5 separate regions of the Mus musculus genome follow, and all the other regions are linked to region 1. The links are chromatin contacts, called in public HiChIP or PLAC-seq and promoter capture Hi-C maps. All regions are on one chromosome and are shown on one strand. The core of a region is the stretch at or near the end of the contact, and the rest is flanking DNA. Distances in the headings are between cores, read along the strand shown. Region 1 holds the start of Marf1 (meiosis regulator and mRNA stability 1). Region 2 holds the start of A930007A09Rik (RIKEN cDNA A930007A09 gene). Region 3 overlaps Pdxdc1 (pyridoxal-dependent decarboxylase domain containing 1). Region 4 overlaps Pdxdc1 (pyridoxal-dependent decarboxylase domain containing 1). Region 5 holds the start of Pla2g10 (phospholipase A2, group X).

The links. HiChIP or PLAC-seq counts read pairs in DNA pulled down with a chosen protein or histone mark. Capture Hi-C pulls out chosen DNA fragments and counts their contacts.
Region 2: a promoter capture Hi-C map of liver shows a contact between it and region 1. The contact joins the promoter of A930007A09Rik here to the promoter of Marf1 in region 1. A contact is called at or near these places in 3 of 39 promoter capture datasets (liver and pre-B cells), 2 of 484 Hi-C or Micro-C datasets (embryonic stem cells and pre-megakaryocyte-erythroid progenitors), 13 of 115 datasets of contacts at active chromatin or transcription factors (astrocytes, bone marrow-derived macrophages, effector CD8 T cells and 6 more) and 3 of 9 other capture datasets (adipose tissue, liver and macrophages).
Region 3: a contact with region 1 is called in an H3K4me3 HiChIP or PLAC-seq map of bone marrow-derived macrophages, with 6 times the contacts expected there. The contact joins the enhancer-like site here to the promoter of Marf1 in region 1. A contact is called at or near these places in 5 of 39 promoter capture datasets (the 3T3-L1 cell line, the C10 cell line, frontonasal cranial neural crest and 1 more), 1 of 15 datasets of contacts at CTCF or cohesin (the NIH/3T3 cell line), 2 of 484 Hi-C or Micro-C datasets (bone marrow-derived macrophages and embryonic stem cells), 23 of 115 datasets of contacts at active chromatin or transcription factors (the NIH/3T3 cell line, acute myeloid leukemia, bone marrow-derived macrophages and 11 more) and 4 of 9 other capture datasets (adipose tissue, liver, macrophages and 1 more).
Region 4: a contact with region 1 is called in an H3K4me3 HiChIP or PLAC-seq map of the 230-238 cell line, with 18 read pairs. The contact joins the enhancer-like site here to the promoter of Marf1 in region 1. A contact is called at or near these places in 14 of 39 promoter capture datasets (the 3T3-L1 cell line, the HPC-7 cell line, embryonic stem cells and 8 more), 11 of 484 Hi-C or Micro-C datasets (the 3T3-L1 cell line, 3T3-L1-derived adipocytes, the C10 cell line and 5 more), 27 of 115 datasets of contacts at active chromatin or transcription factors (the 230-238 cell line, acute myeloid leukemia, bone marrow-derived macrophages and 13 more) and 5 of 9 other capture datasets (adipose tissue, embryonic stem cells, liver and 2 more).
Region 5: a contact with region 1 is called in an H3K4me3 HiChIP or PLAC-seq map of embryonic stem cells, with 13 read pairs. The contact joins the promoter of Pla2g10 here to the promoter of Marf1 in region 1. A contact is called at or near these places in 1 of 484 Hi-C or Micro-C datasets (embryonic stem cells), 6 of 115 datasets of contacts at active chromatin or transcription factors (bone marrow-derived macrophages, embryonic stem cells, epiblast stem cells and 1 more) and 2 of 9 other capture datasets (adipose tissue and liver).

The regions. Positions count from the first base shown.
Region 1 is chr16:14,157,310-14,160,992 of GRCm38.p6, forward strand. Marf1 (meiosis regulator and mRNA stability 1) reads right to left here and starts at 1,965. Exons shown (of 27, transcript NM_001081154.2): 1 at 1,835-1,965. It overlaps Mir484 (microRNA 484), which reads left to right and starts at 2,317; the gene lies at 2,317-2,383.
Region 2 is chr16:13,752,829-13,756,752 of GRCm38.p6, forward strand. It overlaps A930007A09Rik (RIKEN cDNA A930007A09 gene), which reads left to right and starts at 1,736. Exons shown (of 1, transcript NM_001357954.1): 1 at 1,736-3,924. The coding sequence starts at 1,816. The coding sequence ends at 3,726.
Region 3 is chr16:13,861,789-13,865,655 of GRCm38.p6, forward strand. All of the region lies in intron 8 of Pdxdc1 (pyridoxal-dependent decarboxylase domain containing 1), which reads right to left. It also overlaps the pseudogene Gm19150. Among named protein-coding and RNA genes, the nearest start is that of Pdxdc1, 39 kb to the right of the region's middle. Within about 2 kb of position 1,948, at least 6 of the 459 cell types and tissues checked have an H3K27ac peak or open chromatin away from gene starts, as enhancers often do. A contact at or near this core is called in bone marrow-derived macrophages, where this site is marked.
Region 4 is chr16:13,842,937-13,846,734 of GRCm38.p6, forward strand. It overlaps Pdxdc1 (pyridoxal-dependent decarboxylase domain containing 1), which reads right to left. Exons shown (of 23, transcript NM_053181.3): 15 at 2,399-2,487; 16 at 835-940. Among named protein-coding and RNA genes, the nearest start is that of Ntan1, 26 kb to the left of the region's middle. Within about 2 kb of position 2,290, at least 13 of the 459 cell types and tissues checked have an H3K27ac peak or open chromatin away from gene starts, as enhancers often do. A contact at or near this core is called in the 230-238 cell line and trophoblast stem cells, where this site is marked.
Region 5 is chr16:13,728,720-13,732,515 of GRCm38.p6, forward strand. Pla2g10 (phospholipase A2, group X) reads right to left here and starts at 1,765. Exons shown (of 4, transcript NM_011987.4): 1 at 1,638-1,765. The coding sequence starts at 1,692. Pla2g10os (phospholipase A2, group X, opposite strand) reads left to right here and starts at 1,117. Exons shown (of 3, transcript NR_040574.1): 1 at 1,117-1,200.

The DNA.
Region 1 (3,683 bases), core at 715-3,214:
CATGCACTTCCATTTTCACCACTATATCCTGTGCTCAGCCCAAGACCATTCTGTGGTAATCACAGAGTAATCGTTTGTTGAATGAAGGAAGTAGAGAATTAGCCTAGTACAGTTTACCATCACTACTTCCATTACAACACCTGTTTTTATAATTAAATCCAGGTTGGACCAGGTGATGGTGGCGCATGCACTTAAGCCTAGTACTAGGGGAGTCAGAGGCAGGTGGATCTGTTTAAATTGAGACCAGCCTGATCTAGAGTGAGTTCCAGGACAGCCAATGATACACAGAGAAACCCTGTCTCAAACAACAAACAAACAAACAAACAAAAAACCACACACACACACACAAAAACAAACAAAAACAAACCCCACAAAAATCCAGAAATCCAGGTTTTATATCACCCAACACACTCCACTCTTATTCATAAGAACTTGTTATAATCACAGTGTTCATAATTTCAGCGTGCTTAAATCTTTCAAAGCCAAATCCTAAAATGAACTACCATATCTACCACTTCACTGAGAAACAGAAACGTTTAAAATAAAGTTTCATAGCTAGCTTCAGGTCAAAAGGCTCACCTACCTCTTTCTACACCAAGGTGCCTTCAATATTGCTCAAAGAGCCAGGAGTGGTAGCTCAGGAGGCAGAGGCAGGAGGATATCTGCAAGTTTAAGGGCAGCCAAGTTCCAAGCAGCTGTGGTTACACAGTGAAACTCTGTCGATAGATAGACAGATAGACAAGGCAGGCAGGCAGGCATATATAGACAGATTACTCAGTTCAAACAAATATAAGGAAAAACATTAGTGGCCTGCAGCCTAAAAATTTCCCAAATATTCCTAGGAATTCCATTTAAGCAGCCGAATCAGTCAGGGGAAGTTCTAATGTGAGAGAGTCTTCCTTTCTGAAACTCAGTTTCTGAGCAACTTAGACAGTGGCTGAGAATGCAGTGTGCAACATTGTACTGCCTGCATGTTGGTTCTGAAGGCCACCTATCTGTGCTGCTGTGGGCATGTCATCTTTATAAACATAAGGCCCATCTCTTGTGAGTCTAATCATCATAGCAACCCCCTCACTTATTTATTTGTAGTTTGGTGACAAGAGATACCTGAGGATGAATTATTTCCCAAATGACCTCCCCCCTGCCACAAACTCCCAGTCCTATGTATTTGCTCGTCTTCTACCTTTTAACTAAAATGACTCTTTTTTCTCCAATAGAATATAAATTCCATAACAATATTGACTGTATGTGAATATACGGTATCCCAACCTTCCAACTCAACTGTGCCTCACAAATATCAATAAATGACCCTGGACAAATGTAGAGCTCACTGAAGGTGAAGAAAGACCATTTAGCTGACAATTTCCTTGTATGCAAAACAGAAAGATCCTGGAAAGTCCAAAAGATACTAGTGCAACTAGAAAGCACCACGTTCGTGCTAGAATTAATTGGGGAGGTGGCTGAAACTGAAACTGCATCCAAAGTGGCTATTAAAACAAAAACAAAAAAACAATAAGGGACTCAGCCACACAACTGTCCTTTTTCTCAACTTTCCAACTTTGCACATCCTGCGAAGGTTGCTACTGACACCTGGAGGGCCGGGGAGCGAGCAGGAAGACAAGCGCCAGCTGGGACTAAACGCCTCGGAAGAGACCGGGGGAGCACTGGAGAGCGACTTTTTCGCACGGCCCCTTCGGCAAGTCCCAGTCCCGGTCCTTCAATCCCAGAAGCATCAGTCTGAGGGGGGAAAAGGCGTCGTTTCCAGACCAGCTACGTTGCTGATCAGAGCATCCGGTACGCCCTAGTGGAGTCCCGGCACTGACAGAGGACTCACCTCAGCCACTAGCTCCTTCTTGGCTCACATTCCGACACCGCCGCCTACCCCCCACCCCCCCCAGGCCCTTTATTTTGATTCCCGACTCCGCAGCTCCCGCCGCCGCCGCCAAGCGCTCCCTCCACTTCCGCTTCCGCCCCGCCCCGCCCCTGTCGCAAAACCGATACGCTTCTCTACTACTAGCCCCGCCCCTCTCTCCGAGCCTCCCTGCCTCACCTCTTCCTCCATAATACCACACCCTTCCTCTGCTCCGCCCCCTATGGCCGCTCCCTTTCTCCGCCCATTCCCAGCCCGTCCCCACTCCGCCCAGTCGCTTCCTCCAGTAGCCCCGCCCATTCCCCCGTCCCTCCCTTCCCCTTTCTGGCTCCACCCCTCCCTGAGTCTCGCCCAGTCTTTTCTTTCGCCCCGCCCTCGCCTCCGCGTATTTCTCCGCGCAGGGCACGCTGGGAAGTGGGGGGGGCGGGGCCTCGCGGCCCTGCAGCCTCGTCAGGCTCAGTCCCCTCCCGATAAACCTCAAAATAGGGTCTTACCTAGGGGGCTGGCGGCGTATTTTTTTTAGCAGGAACCCCAGTTTAGGAGTTCTCACTACTGGTTTGATGACGCCATGTCGAACGGATCTTCCAGGCGAAGAACTAGGGAGCTTTTGTGATGGAGTCAAGGAAAGGCTTGCCAGATGGGATTTGTTAGGGTTCCGCTCTAAAAGGTCTTGGGAGCGAGGACTAAGGAGAGAAGATTAATGTGAAATAAAGTATTAATGCTCTGCCTCGTCACGTGATAACCCTTATTTTTACAAATTAAATCGTGCACGTTGCACTGCATCTTTTAGCGCAACCTAGTGGCCAGTGGAGAAAGAACAGTTAAACCTGCCAAATGGGCTTTTGGCAAAGTCCTCCCTACCTATAGCAGTTTCAGTGCTGATCAAGTACATGCAAAGACTGCTGCTGAATATTGACACCAACAGTTAAGAGTACATGATATCCTTACCCAGTTTTATTTTTTCTTTTCAGAGACAGTGTCTCACTTGTGTAGCCTTGGGTTGGCCTGGAACTTGCCCCGCAGACTATGCTGTACTCGAACTTGCAGTCCCTTGCTTTCTGAGTGCTAGGATTAAAGGAGTTTGTGTCACCTGGCAAACGTTTTGTTTTAATAAACCTAGTGCTTTGTAACCAATACTTTTCAGATGACAGGTTGGCCACGAAAAAGAAGATGCTAAAGTTATAAGAACTTTGTGAAATCAAAAATACTTCATGTTTTAAACAGATAAACTGTTCTGTATCCTCGCTACCCCTATCCCCAACCCCACTGAGCCTTGAAGGCTTCACTTTTACTTGACCTAAATATGAGTTGGGTTTTTTTGTTTGTTTTTCCAGACAGGGTTTCTCTGTGTGATAGCCCTGGTTGCCCTGGAACTCTCTGTACACTAGCCTCAAACTCAGAGATCTGCCTGCGGTTGCCTACAAGTTCAAGAAGTAAAAGCATAACCTTTATTTAGAACCATGCCTGGCTTAAATATGAGTTTTCAGGATTCCATAGGGGGAAAGATAATTTCTGAAATTTCTAGCTCTTTGCTGCTTTCTGTTACAAGTTAGGAAAAAAATATAATCTAAATGTAGGCACAGTATAGAATGTCCTAGCTGGTTATTACTTTAAAATAGTTATACTTAAAAGTCTGCCAGAAGCCGGGCAGTGGCGGCGCACGCCTTTAATCCCAGCACTTGGGAGGCAGAGACAGGCAGATTTCTGAGTTCGAGGCCAGCCTGGTCTACAAAGTGAGTTCCAGGACAGCCAGGGCTATACAGAGAAACCCTGTCTCGAAAAACAAAACAACAACAACAACAAAATTAAAAGC
Region 2 (3,924 bases), core at 486-2,985, 400 kb before region 1:
ATTCCAGTATAGAGACTTGCCTCAGGCTAAACTGGGCTAATTTCAAAGGATCTGACGAAGGATAACTCCAGCTTATCACCTTGCGGTCTACGTATGGCATGGTGCTGCACCCTTTATCATTAGGCAGATAATTCTGGTTGCCAGCCTTGAACACTCCTGCAGCCAAAGGGGAGAGATTTATTTCTTTTCATCTGGAGGTCAGACAGCAATGTGCAGAAGTCAGTTCTCTCTCACCATCACGTGGCTCCTGGCGACTGGACTCAGGCTGTCAAGTCTTTAGCTACTGAGCCATCATCCCCACCTGCTACTCATGTTTATAAGTTTATAACTTAAAATTTAAATTACAAAATAAAATTCTGCAACTATTTTGAAAAATGTCAAGCCTAAAGAACACAGGAAAGAACTGAATAATGAACACCTATACTTATTTCATCTATATTCTATAATTATGAACATTTGCCATATTGTTTTCTCTAATTATCTTTATACTTTATTAACTTTTTATTCTTTGACAATTTTATACATAGATTTCTTGATTATATCCACTTCCAACTTCCTGGACACACCTTCAGGTCTTTTTATTTTCATCCATTCATTTTGACACAGGGTCTCACAGTATAGTCCTGGTTGGCCTGGAATTCTCAAGTTAGGACAGGCTGACTTCCAACTCAGAGATCTGCTTGCTTCTGCTTGTTGAGTGCTAGGACTAAAGTCCTGCACTATCATGTCTGACCTTTTTAAAAACATTTTAATAGGGGCTGGTGAGATGGCTCAGCGGTTAAGAGCACTGACTGCTTTTCCAAAGGTCCTGAGTTCAAATCCCAGCAACCACATGGTGGCTCACAAACCATATGTAACAAGATCTGACACCCTCTTCTGGAATGTCGGAAGACAGCAACAGTGTATATAATAAATAAATAAATCTTTTAAAAAAAACACTTTAATAACCCTCTGATTCCAATTTGTATTGCTTGAATGCTCAGGCCAAGTAGGGACAACCTATCATTCTTTATTCCTTTATAATTTTCTATCTATACGTTTGAAAATGCTTAAGAGTAGTTTTCTCCAAGTATAGTGGCGTGTGCCTATAGGCCTAAGTAAATGTGGCCTGAACTACAGGCCTAAATCTATTTAAAATGTACCAAATGTTTTAAAATCCATCAAACACACACATAAAGGTCAACCTTTTTCTCCTTTCATCCTACCCTCTCCCTCCCAGCCTCTACAATACATGGTTGGTTGGCGGGGGTGGGGGGGGTGGGGGGGTGGGGGGGTGGGGTGGGGGGGGGGACGGACGGACGGACACGCGATGGGGTCTATTAGGTCCTTGGGCAAGTTTATCAACAGTCACCAGAGAAGATGGGAGTACAGACCTAACAACACTAGATGCTAACTGCACCTGAGGCCAAGAAGATTCTCGCCCCAGGTACCGCTAGTTTCATTGTCATAAATTCTACTTCTTTTTTTTTTTTTTTTCCATTTTTTATTAGGTATTTAGCTCATTTACATTTCCAATGCTATACCAAAAGTCCCCCATACCCACCCACCCCCACTCCCCTACCCATAAATTCTACTTCTTGATACACCTAAGGATCCCAGACTGAGAAAAGCTGCCCGGGCTAGCACTGGGCGCAAACGCAGAAGGTTCAGCAGGTCGTCGTGCGCACGCGCAGCTCCCTTGGCCCGCTCCAGTTTCCTGGTGTGGAGCAGAATGCCGCTTCCCGCCCCGCCCCTTGCGTTGCCATGGAGAGTGTCTAAAGCCCGCCTGTGGCAGCGCCCTGGGCCTGGTGTCCTCTGGCGGGGTTTGCGTGGAAGATGTTGAGCCTCTCGGAGCTTCCGCAAAAGAACACAGACTTGGCGGAGATGCAGTCCGGGCCCTTGGGTCGCTGCAGTCACTTTTTTTGGCTGGGCGTCGCCTTCGACGCGGTGGGTGTGGCAGTGCTGTTCACTGGCGTCTTCGCCAACTTGCTGTTCTACGACATGCTGCTCTATTTGGGTTCCATCATCATCTTCGTCAGTCTCCTGTGGTGGATCTCCTGGTACACCGGCAACATAGAGGCGCTCCCGGAAGACCCCTTGAGGGGGACTTCGCCCCGCGAGAGCGGGGTGCACCGTAGCGGCAGCCGTCGCTTCTCGCTGACCCTTAGGAGCGTCTCCGACACCTTTCAGCGGATTCGCCGGCGACGGCGGCGGCGACTCCACCCGCGGGTCGTCCAGCGGATCAGTAGCATCAGCTCTACGGACCCGGGGCAGCTAGAAAGGAACTGCGACGCCAGAACCTCGGGTGGCAGAGCGTTGTTCCGTTCAGCGAAGCCTGAGGCTGTTCTGAATCAGTTTAGCAGAGTCCAGACCTCTAAGAGCCTGCCTCTGGGCATTGTCCACACCGGTCTTTCCATTTGTACTTCTAGGAGTCAACCTGTCTTTTCAGTGACTTCGCAGACCTACCCTTTGGCGTCTGACAGCAATTCTCAGATGGCAATGTCCTCTGACAGCCATGTGTATTTGGACTCTCACTCTCAGGAGCACTCTAAAATCAGTGTGGCCTCTCAGATCTACCCTCTGGAACGAGAAGAAAGTCAGAGCCACCTCTTGGTGATCCCTGACAGTTTATCTATGGTACCCGTGACCTCTCAAAGCCAAATCCTGCCCTCTGTATCTTCTGAAAGCTGTGTGCCTTTGGGCCCTCACTCTCAGGGGCGCTCTAAGATCAGTGTGGCCACTCAGATCTACCCTCTGGAACGAGAAGAAAGCCAGAGCCACTTCTTGGTGATCCCTGACAGTTTATCTATGGTACCTGTGACCTCTCAGAGCCAAATCCTGCCCTCTGTATCTTCTGAAAGCTGTGTGCCTTTGGGCCCTCACTCTCAGGGGCGCTCTAAGATCAGTGTGGCCTCTAAGATCTACCCTCTGGAACGAGAAGAAAGCCAGAGCCATCTCTTGGTGATCCCTGACAGTTTATCTATGGTACCTGTGACCTCTCAGAGCCAAATCCTGCCCTCTGTATCTTCTGAAAGCTGTGTGCCTTTGGGCCCTCACTCTCAGGGGCGCTCTAAGATCAGTGTGGCCACTCAGATCTACCCTCTGGAACGAGAAGAAAGCCAGAGCCACTTCTTGGTGATCCCTGACAGTTTATCTATGGTACCTGTGACCTCTCAAAGCCAAATCCTGCCCTCTGTATCTTCTGAAAGCTGTGTGCCTTTGGGCCCTCACTCTCAGGGGCGCTCTAAGATCAGTGTGGCCTCTAAGATCTACCCTCTGGAACGAGAAGAAAGCCAGAGCCATCTCTTGGTGATCCCTGACAGTTTATCTATGGTACCTGTGACCTCTCAGAGCCAAATCCTGCCCTCTGTATCTTCTGAAAGCTGTGTGCCTTTGGGCCCCCACTCTCAGGGGCGCTCTAAGATCAGTGTGGCCTCTCAGATCTACCCTCTGGAACAGGAAGAAAGCCAGAGCCACTTCCTAGTGCCCATGCCCTCTGACAGTTTCCCCGTGGTACCCATGACCTCTCAGAGCCAAATCCAGGGATCTCTGGCCCAACAAAGCCATCTCCAGAATCTTCCTCTTGCCTCTCAAACTCCTGAAACTGATAAAGCTTCTAAGAGCCATACTTTGGCCAAGGGGGTTCCTGGGGTGCCACCTGGGTCTGCCCAGACTCAGCACCCGCAGGCCTCTTTAGCCCAGACTTCTCAGATTTCTTCACCTGTCCGGAAGGTTCCTAAGAACTAAAGTGCTGAAGCTTTGGAGACTCTCCCAGCACCCAGCTTGAAACTAACTCAGGAGCAACCTGACTCTTCATTGCCTGTCTTTAAGGCCACCCATTCAGACTCTCAGTAGTGTGACAGTTCTGGAAACCCTTCAGCTTTGGGGATAGTGAGGAAAAGTCACCCTTTCTAATAGGACTCAGACACCAGCCATTTGAATGTC
Region 3 (3,867 bases), core at 698-3,197, 300 kb before region 1:
TAGAACTTAGTATGTGTATCAAGCTGACCTCAAACTCACACAATGCTTGACATGTACCAAAACCCTTTTTTTTTTTTTTTTTTTTTTGGTTTTTCGAGACGGGTTTCTCTGTGTATCCCTGGCTGGCCTCGAACTCAGAAATCTGCCTGCCTCTGCCTCCCAAGTGCTGGGACTAAAGGCCTGCGCCACCACTGCCCAGCTTAAAAATATTTTTGATTCTGTTTATTTGAGACAGGGTCTCTCTATGTATCCCTGGATATCCTGGCACTTGCTATGCAGACCAAGCGGGTCTCAAAATTATAGAGACCTGCCTGCCTCTGCCTCTATTGCTGGAATCACAGGCATGCATACCACACGTTTAGGTTACGGAATTAAGTAACCCTTGACTGTAATACTTCTATCCAGATGAAAGTACAGGATTGTGTTTAATGACTGGATCACTTTTGGAGTAATTTCATACTTTTGGCAGTGCCTATTTCTGAGGCATGTATTGAGGGAATAAATATAGGTCACAATGGGAGGTCACTCAGTTACATGCTAAACATAATCTCTATCAAGTGACTGAATATGGGTCAATTTGTGCTTTTTTTTAAACATATAGTAAGGTAAGTCAGACAGGAAGCAATGGTTCTCATTTTTTAGACAAACAACTTGATTAAAATATAATTTACTTACAAAAACCCCATTCATATAAGTATATAGTTCAATGAGTGCTGATACATGCTCACAGTATGTAACTAATGTCACGATCAATACTGATTTTATTACCTTAAAAGCTCTCCATCCTCACTGTAGCTGGTCTCCTCCCTAACTCATGACCCAACAATCTTTTATCTGTTCCTTCCACTCAAGTCTTGTCTGTCCTAGGGTGCCAAGAGAATGCACCATGTGCAATTCTTTGTACATCGGCGTGCCTTTGAAGCTCCTCCACACTGAAGTGGGGGCCAGCACATCTTTGTACTTACTGATTAGTGTCCTACTGTAGGCAAATGCCCTAATTTGCTTATCCACTCACCTCGTGAAGAACACTCAAGTTATTTAATCAATGAACAAACACATGCATAGAAATCTTTGGTTGGAGATTGTTTCATTTCTCCTTGATAAACTACAGTAAGAAATGAGTGGATTACAGGATTTACATTTGGCTCTCTGAGCAACTGCTCAAGTTTACTGAATGGCTGCAACATTTTGTATCCTAATATTGTGTAACAATTTCCTCCGAGAAACATGTGCCACCATGCCTACTTTATGTGGTGCTGTGCAATAGCTTTTTCTCTCCTTTGGTGATGAAGATACAGGCCTGATTAGACCAGATGAAAGAAGATAAAGGCAGGTTTATTAGGAGGCAGCTCTTACGTGGGTTCATCAATGTCAAAGGTGGAGGTCAGTGAAGTCACACATCTATCCTTAAGGGAAGCTCCATAAGCAGAAAGGTAAACAATTCAAAAGAACTTCAGGAAGTCCCTGAAACTGACCAGATTCACCAGGCCCTTCCCTGGCAGAAATTACAATACAAGCTAAGATTCCCTCTCCGAAGAGCAGAGCCAAGCTGCAAAGAAGATTTAGACAAGCAAATCAGCAAAGACAACTCTGAGACCAGTGGAGCTGCCTGGAAGAGTTTGATCGCAACAGAGGAATCCTGTGATGATTAAAATTACATTTAAAGTTTAGACTTACTACGCTTGAGACCAAAAAGCAAAAAATGCCTCTAACATATACGTCTCTAGCTTCTACAGGCTGTACCCTAGCAGTCAAGCTCTTTTCTTCCCAGCTGTTGAAAACTACTCTTAAATTGACAGATCTTGTAAAATTTGCTGTTCTTGCAAAATAACAGGTCATAAGACTAACTGCTATTTCTGCTTTTGTAATTAAACTTGATTACTCTGCTAAAAAGATGACTAGGATAACTGCAAAATAAAGATGTTAAAATAAGACTCTGCCGATCCACTGGCAGAATACATGTAATCTTGTGGGTTTCGCCTTTATATGCCCTGGGCTGATATGGCTAGCTGCTGCATCTTGGGAGTGCTCTCAGTTACAGTCCTGGTGTCATGAGGGCAGTATTTAATAAAGCCCTTCTTATTAAAATTTATCCATGGTCATGGTAAATCTCTGAGTGATCCCAGAACTGTGACAACTCCAACCTACTGAGCTGCCTGCAAGCTGTGCAGTGTGCTCCAGGTTGCCAGTGTTGTGAGCTGTCACTCATGCTGGGGTAGGCTTTGGTGATGCAGCTGTCTTTTAGTCATTTCTGCTTTAAGTAAACCCCAATAAAACTCACTGGCTCACCAAGTTTGACTTTAGTGGCATCTGACTTTGGTCTGTAGTGGGATCCCTATCTGGAGTAAACTTTGTCACACAACACCCTACCAAGAATGTATGTAGCTGCTGTGACCCCTGTAAGCATCAGGCACCTTTTCCCTCAGCAGTGTAAGGGTCCCTTTCCAAAGGGAGGGACTGGAGCCAGGGTCAAAGGCATAGCAGACAAAGATTGAACTAGATCTTGAGCTCTCATTGTGGTTTTACTTTATTATCTTATATTTTTAACACTGCCTGACCCTGAACTCACTATCCATCTTAACCCAATCTTGAACTTCAAACTTGTGGCCCACATACTCAGAGTGCTGACTCACTGACAGGTGCTGCCCACCTTTGTTTCACTTAGACCTAAGGATCAAACTCAGAGCTTTGCACACACTAACTACCAACTGAACTACATCCGAGACCTCACTATGGTTTCTCTGTTCAGACCAGACTGGCCTTGACTGTTGGTCCTCAGGCATTGGCCTCTGAAGTGCTGGAATTAGAAGCTATGATCTAAGTATAGACCAACATATGGAGCTAAACTGTATTATTGTAATGATAATGACATTAAACATCTTTAAAGTGTTTATATACCCATGTGGTAAATTATCCATCCAAATGTTCATTTTAAAGCTGTCTGTCACCTTAATTACTGAAGTGGAACAGAATGTTAAGATTTTAGATATAAATCATATGCCAGAAAAAAAAAAGTTTTGTAAATACGTTTCCCAGCCTACTGCTTGCTTTTACTTCTTAATAGGGCTTTTGCTTTTGAGATAGAATCTATTATATAGCTCTGGCTATCCATCCTGGAGCTTGCTGTGTAGACCAGGCTGGCTTCTAATGTACAGAGAGATCCACCTGCCTCTGCACTGCTAGTGCTGGAATTAAAGGCATGAGCCACATACCCAGCTCAATCGGGTCTTCTCAAATAGCAAAAGCTTCTTATTGCTGGGGCCTGAATCCAGGACCCTGGACTTGCTAAACACAAGCTATATACTGAGTGATGCTCCAAATCAAGTAAGTCTGTCTGTCTCTCTCTTTCTTTTCTTTTCTTGTTCCATTTTATTTGCTGTTTCCAAATGTAAAAAAGAAAGTCAAGATTCTTACAATTCTTACAACAGTTTGAATGAAACATCTCAGACAAGCAAAGCAATTCTTGTACACATACCCATTTCTCTCCACCTTTGCTGCTTCATACAGTGTGACTGATAAAACTGATGGCTTGTACTCAGTGGGAAAATGCCATTTCTTTACACCACCACATAGCAGTTTCTACTTTTCTGCAAGTCAATTTTTAACAAGTTACTTTGCTCTTTTCTTTTAAACGTTAGGAGGCACATGGAACTGGAGAATTTGGCTGCTCCGTTTTATTCAGCGACTGCACAAATAAGAACAGCAGTCTCCCCGCTACAGGTGGCTGGGCTGGTAGATACTAGCTCTAGTAGATTCAATTTCCTTTATATCTTGCAAGTCTGGATTCCAGAAGAATAATGAGGAACCCACAGGTGAAATTTAACAGTGAAGCTACATTCAGTTACATTCTGTTAATCTTTGCTATTT
Region 4 (3,798 bases), core at 1,040-3,539, 310 kb before region 1:
AACTTGATGGTCTCTCTTTCAAAACAAAACAAAACAAAACAAAACAAGAGACACCCCCCCTCAAAAAAAAAAAAAGGCCCAAGAAACACAACACCTCCTCCACCCAAAAATAACCCCAGAATCAAAACCAACAAAAGACCAAGAAGTCGTGGAGGGGAGGGAGAGCCAAAACAAAGGAACAAAAATTCACAAAATGCCACTGAGGTTGTTTTGTGTCGGTCAACTACTCCTGGCAGGTGAAGTATGGATGGATGGTGCCTACTTCCTGACCTCTTTGCCAGAAGGTATCTAATTGCAGACAGGTTCTTTGTTGGGGGCAGGGCCACCTATGCCTACTTCTACTGTTTGGCTTGACTCTGGGCAGGTGTGTGTAAGTTGCCATAGTCTGCATGAGTGCTGAAAGGTTTTAAAGCTCCACAGGTTACTCAGATGTGCATCTGGACATAAGAAGTCAGCAGAATAGAAAGCCTAGAATCAGATGATATCAAAACACAGGAATCCAATGGTTCAAGATGTCTCACTCTAATAGTGAGAAGTTATGCTAAAACTTAAATTTAGCCTTAAAGAAAAGCTTCTTCAGCCAGAAGTGGTTGCACACATCTTTAGTCCCAGGACTGAGGAGGCTACCTGGTCTACAGAGTTTCAGGACAGCCAGGACTATTAAATAGAGAAACCATCTCTTCAAAAACCAAAAAAAGAAAAGCTCTTTCAAAGAGAGACGCTGCAAACTCCAGGAGAGCAGAATTACTGTAAGATGGACACACTCATCCGGCTGCTGGCCATCAGCAGGTGTGATGGAACCCTGAGGGGCAGAGCTGCAATTAATTGCCTTACCTTCTGCTGTCATCAGAGGGCTGAACCGAACACATGTGCCATCTACCTCCAGGTCTATGACAGTGAGGCCACACTGAGGCACCAACTGTTTCAACTGTTCACCCAACTGCAGGGAAAAGGACAGAGAACACTTCTGCAACAGGGACTTAAATATCTTTACCACCCACCCTCACCCCAGACTAAAATGGCTTCTGAAGCTAGTTCCCCTTATTCTTCAGGGTATCTTTCAATACTTAATAGCAATTTTTTGTTTCCCGTGCTGGGAACAGAGCCCAGGGGACTTTGCCCCTCACCTACTCCCACCCTACTCTTCCTACCTTTTCCAATTAACAGTTCATTTTATGTTATTCTAACTACAAATTCACTTTAGAAAAACATGCAATACAGTTAAGTCAAAAATATGAAATAAAAATGACCCATATCCTCCTAACATTTGACTGTTGACATGCAGTTTATTTCTCAGGGTCTTTTCCCTGTGTTTATAACAAAACATGATATTCTATACACCTTAGGAACCTCCTCTTTTTCTTTGTATGTATGTGTGAAGGCACACATTTGTGTGTGTGCATGGTTATGTGGAGACCAGAGATCAATACTGGCATTTTCCTCACTTTCTGAGACACGCACGCCTTCTCATGGAAACTCGAGCTTCTCAGTTTGCTCATGCTGTCTGCTCAGTGAACTCCCCGAACCACCCATCTCTGCGTTCCTGGTGCTGGATTGTAGGCATGCTGCTGTACTTGGCTATTTTTATAAACATGACGGCTAGAGCTGAGCTCAGGTCTTCATGCTTACACTGCTTGCACTTTGTCACAGGTGACCTACTCAGCCCCCCAGATTGCTTTTTTCCCCATCTACTTTGTGATCATTTTCCATCTGTTTTAAACATTTGGCCGTAGGTTTATAAGAGCTGCTATGAATGGCACTGCATGGATATATTATATCTTATTTATTAGAGCCTAGGAAATGACACTGCTGTGAACATCTTTACCCTGTTGAGAACACTCAGGAAGTCTAAAATCTAGAGGTACTGCACTCCAGTGTCCAAAGAGCCATTAGAGTAGAATGCTGGCCTGTCCTGCCTGGCTGCCACAGGTGCTCGGGAACACCTGTTCCTTCTGATGCACTTGCTTTGTTTCTGACACAGGTCTTACTATGTAGTTTAGGCTGTTCTGGGACTATGTAGACTAGGTTGGCCTCAGACTCTTGGAGATCCACCCGCCTCTGCCTCCTAAATGCTGCGATTAAAGGCATGCACCAATACACCCAGATTTAGCAACTCTCTTGTTGCCCAAAGCAGAGGTACTGTGTGCGGGCCAGGCTATTTTATTGTCTTTCATAGCAATTAGGAAATGGTCACAGAAGCAAAGTGAGTGGCTTGCCAGAGGTAACAGTGTCTGATGTGGTGATATGAGTCAGAACAGAACAAGCCTGGTGTCTCTGTATGAAGTTCCTTCCTGTGGGAATGACTAACCAACCACACATGACCATGTTATACAGGTGTGAGGCCAGGAAACGCTGTTCTGGATGTAAAGAAGAAAAAGTAGACAGCAGCCATCTTTACCCAGCGGTTCAGTGCATCACAGGAGTGTCTTTCCCGGCCAACTGCTGCAGGTGCTATGTTGGATACAGGAACAGCTTTAAACGCTGAATCTGAGGCCAAACACAGAAAGGATTCACTCCCAGAAACAAAGCTACAATAAACATTACAACTCAATCCATCAACAGCATCATATAATAATGAAATCAAAATGTCTGACCTGTTAATACTTTTCTGATGAACTAAGTAACTTCTCAATGCATTTCTATAATAGGATTTTTTTGTTTGTTTTTGTTTTTTCGAGACAGGGTTTCTCTGTATAGCCCTGGCTGTCCTGGAGCTCACTTTGTAGACCAGGCTGGCCTCGATCTCAGAAATCCGCCTGCCTCTGCCTCCCGAGTGCTGGGATTAAAGGCGTGCGCCACCACGCCCGGCTTCTATAATAGGATTTTTGTTGTTGTTCTTAAAGACAGTGTTTCTCCTGTGTAGCCTTAGTGGTTATTTCTCTATAGATCAGGCTGGCCTTGAGCTCAAGAGATCTGCCTGCCTCAGCCTCCCAAGTGTTGAGTTTAAAGGCATGTACCTCCAATGTCCATAGGATTCTTAATTTTCTTTTTTAAAAATAATTTCAACACCAGCCTGGTGGTGCACATCTATAAAATCTCACTCAGCCTTTAGTAAAGCTAAGGCCAAAGGGCTGTTATGAATTCAAGGCCAGCCTGGGTCCCAGGGGAAGATTGTATCTTAAAAAAAGAAAAGTTCCCTTTCAAGGAATTTCAAATGGAATAAAAAAAAATGTAAATACACCATAAAGAAAATAAACCCCACTATGTATCAAGCTAAAGCCACTGAAAAGTGGTAGTGCTCTGATAGAAGGTAATGGAGCCTATGCAGACAGGAAGGTGAGCATTCAGTGGAAACAGTAATAAAAGCAGTAGGGGGAAGGGTCTGAAGCAGGAGGACTGCTACAAGCTAAAGCTAGCCAGGCCTACAGAATGAGATCCTGTCTCAAACAAAGAAAAAAAGAGAAAGAAAAGGGATGAAGAGATGCGTATTTGAAGCAGCAACACCACAGCCACATTTAAGGAGAGAGTAGTGTTTCTAGGAACAAGGAAAGGGCCAGTGTGACTAAGGAAGGGGCCAATGATGGAAGCAGCAGCGATCAGGAAGGAGGCAGACCTGACAGCAGAGCCTTGTGGGTGTGGTGCGGAGCCCTAGATGCTGATGGCTGCCAGCAGGCTGACATGACTTGTAATGTTCACTAATTTCTATGCAGAGTTTCTTGGAAGAAACTGTGTGCAATATGGGAATGACAGTGTCACCTAGATGAAAGTTAATGTGCCTTGGACTAGGCTGGTGGCATGCTGGTCATTTTTTGTCCTTCCCCCCGCCCCCCTGCAGTATTGAGGATTAAAACCCAGTGT
Region 5 (3,796 bases), core at 515-3,014, 430 kb before region 1:
ATATCCTCCCCACGGTGGAGTACATTGGCAGTGAAACCTTGCCCTGGGCTGCTGTGACTCCCATTTGTCACTTAGAGCATGTTTCCACCACAATAACTTATTTGAGGGCTCTCCACTAAACTTAAATAGAATCATGTTTTCATGGAAAAAGTTCTATCTTAGAGGTGGTTCAGATCAGAAGATCAGAAGAAAAATCTGGTCCGTTTGAGAATCCGGGGCATAACCCAGATGGAAGCATACACTGCTGGCATGCACTGGGTTCCATCCCCAGTATCATAAGACAAGGTAGCCCACGCTTGTAATCCTAGCACTTGGGAGACTGTGGCAGAAAGATCAGAAGTGATGCTTCTCCTTGGCTTGATGGTAAGTTTGAGGCCAGCCTGGGCTACATTTTCCTCTCTGGATAAGTCTGCTCTCTTCTAATAGCCCACACACTTCCCTTGAGCCTTCCTTGGTTCCCATTTGGGATGTAGCTCCCAGCTTCACTGTCCCCCAAGCCCCAGTGGAGATCCCAAGCTAGATCCCGAAGCCTTCCTACCTCCCCAGAACCCAGCTTTCCCTCCAGTCAGGCCATCACACTACTGCCCCTGCCTTCTCTTCAGCCTGCTCCCTGCTGCCTTACCCTGCCAATGGCCCATGCTGCTGCCTGTTTATTGGGGGTGCCCTTCTAGCTTGCTCTTCCAGAACAGATCTCTGACTCAAGTAGCTCTGGCACACGGAAAGGCTTCTAGGAAAGGTCTGTTGACCTCAGGAGCCACCAAGTCCAGGTGAGACACACCTAGCCTAACCACTCCCAACACCATACCCTGAAACCATCTGCAGAGCTCCCCCTACCCCACCCCCAGCCACTCTCTGCTTTTAGAGGCTAAGACTGCCCATGAAGGGCCCAGGTGAGGGACACACAGCAGCACTAAGTTTGGAACCAAAGAAAACACTCCCTTTATGCCAACATAGGTGGGGCAGGCCAGGCTGGGGTCTGTTTGCTCTGTCTACCTGTGGGCAACCTCCAATGGCAGTGCCAGGACCCACAGGGCATTGTAAAAGCTCAAGGTCTACGCCCATTGTGGGCCGTCCTAGGCATCCCTGAGCTGTGTGCTAGCCGGCCAAGTGCTGCTTGGAGCAACTGTGGCATCTGAGATGTTGGTCTGGGTGAGCCTGTCCAGGAGGAGAGAGGCTTCACACCTGCACCTCTGTACCCAGGTAAGGCCGGGGTTGGTTCTGTGCCTCTATGCTTTATTGTACTCTAGGATTAAAGAATCACCAAGAGGGGCCTTTCTAGAGTAGTAGGAGTGAGTGAGGAAAACCCCCTCTATAAGTGATAGCCAGTTCACATGACTCAGGATCAGAGGCTAGGAGCTTCAGGCTGCTGGAGAGGACCGCAGTAACTATGGGGTTCAGGAAGGGAGGACTCTGAGACCAACCCCTCTTCCCCTTCTGAGTTCCTGAGTGAAATGCCTAAGTGGAGGGCTCTGGAAGGAATCAAAGACATGACTCCTGGGTGTCTGGGAAGATGGATGTGTGGGCATCTGATGAAGGGACTGGGGATTTTAAGGCTTCAGGGTGCTGGAACTAGGTGTTGAGTTGGGGCGGTGAGGAAAAAATCCCAGGCAGGAGGAAGCCAGTCAGTCCTCACTTACCTTCGCTGAATCCGGGTCCAGGTCCCAGCAGCAACAGCAGCAGTAGCAGCAGCATTATTGCCCGTCACAGAGGTGGCCCACACATAGGAGAGTGACAGGTGTAGGACTGACCAGAAGGGCCAGTATACTCACCAATCCTGCCGACCCCCACCACCAGCCCCGCCCCCTACCTCACCTTCTTTCCGTGGGGCGGAGTCAAGCAGGAGTGGTCACCTGGAGCCTTGAGGAGTGACTGTCTCTGACTTCTGCAGATTAGTTCCAAAAAGTAATCCAGACACCAAATGGAATGCTGAGGCCAAAAGGGGATCAGGTTCGGGGATGCCTCCACAGAGTGTAAAGATGCTGCTGACGCTGCAGTTAAAATGCGGGGTGGGGGTGGGGGAGGGAGGGGGACGGTATGCTAATTTTCGCCGTGTTATTCTAATTTACTGTAACATTTTACAACGCGGGTAACTGCTCCTGTGGGGCAGTCACAATTAACACTCTACAATCTCCTCACTAATACCACCACAAAGCGAGAAACTGAGGTAGTCAAGGGTTGTCCCAAGTCAGGCAGCCATTTCTAATAAAAAGAGCTGGAGCCTTGGTGGTGGTGGACTAGAAAGCTAGGTCAGAAGAACGTGAGGAGTTCGGAACCAGCCTGGACTATACAATGAGGCAGACCTCGGAGAGGTGGGGGAGGGGCGCTTACGACACAAGGGCTGGAATGGAGCGAGCAGGATCGTGTGGGAGTTATCTATCCCGTGCAGTCTGCCTCAGGCTTCCCGTTTGTGGATGGTTATGGTTCTTCTGGGGAATGTGTGTAAGCAAGGAGGTGTACTCAACTGATGCCTACTTTTCATACTGAAAAGGCATGATAATTGGGACACATTATTGCTTTTTGCCCCTGAGACTAGCACTATTCAATTGGTCAATAATTTTTGTTGTTTAGATTTCATATCTGATCTGAGTGAAACCTTGGAACCACCCCCCCTCCATGGACAAATTCTAGTAAGGGTAAGAATGATCTCCAGAAAAAAAAAAAAAAAAATGACAAGGTGAATTGGGTTTCCCTGGCTTGAAGGTTCACAACACAGGTTGTACGCCTAGGACCCCAACCCATTCACTGTCATAGAGAGACACTGAGGGTCTGAGAACTGGGAAGCCAGAGGCATGGTGAGATGGCTTAGAGGGAACCACACAAGCCTAGAAACCTAAGTTTGATCCTAAAACCCATGTAAAGGGGGAAGGAGAGAACTGATTCTACACAGTTGTCCTTTGACCTCTGGACTTGTACTGTGCCCTCCCATGCATCATGTTCATATATACACACTAAAATAATTTTAAAATGTTAAGTATTAAAAGTAGGTGGTCCATGCCTTTAATCCCAACACTCAGGAGGCAGAGGCAAGTAGGTCTCTAAGTTTGAGGCCATTCTGGTCTAAATTGTGAGTTCCAGGACAGCCAGGACTACCACAGAGAGACCCTGTCTTAAAACAAACAAATGAACAAACAAACAAACCAAATGAGGAGGAGGAGGAGGAAGAGAAGAAGAAAGGAAGGAAAGAAAGAAGGAAGGAAGGGAAAGAGAGAGAAAGAAGAAAGAAAGAAGAAAGAAAGGGAGAGAGAAAGAAGGAAAGAGAGAAAGAAAAAAGAAAAAAGAAGAAAGAAAGAAAGAAAGAAAGAAAGAAAGAAAGAAAGAAAGAAAGAAAGAAAGAAAGAAAGAAAGGAAGGAAGGAAAAGAAAAGAGAAGAGGGGCCATGAGTAGAACTCATTCCACTTGGTACTCAATCTGTCTTGGTCCCTGCTATGATAATTCACAGGGACAAGTCTTCCTTCCTTTCCTGCTACCCAGTGGGTAATGCTCTTTCCATTGGAGTGTGCGTGCCTTCTACAGTCTCATGTCATGCTTCTTGTGTGGCCATCACTACTCTGCCTGGCCTTGGTCACCACTCAGTCAAACCTTTTTGATATAGGACAGATGAGATTTCAAATACTCCAAGTTTTTAGATTATAGAAAAAGTAAATGACAACCTGAGTGTTCAGCACCCTAAGAAAGGGCATGGCCTCCTGTGACCCCAACACTCAGAGCCACCTGTTCCAGGAGGGTCCCTGCAGATGACCATAGGGCATTGTTTTGAAATTGACGTCCTGGAAGATGCTTGGGTACTCTACTGACA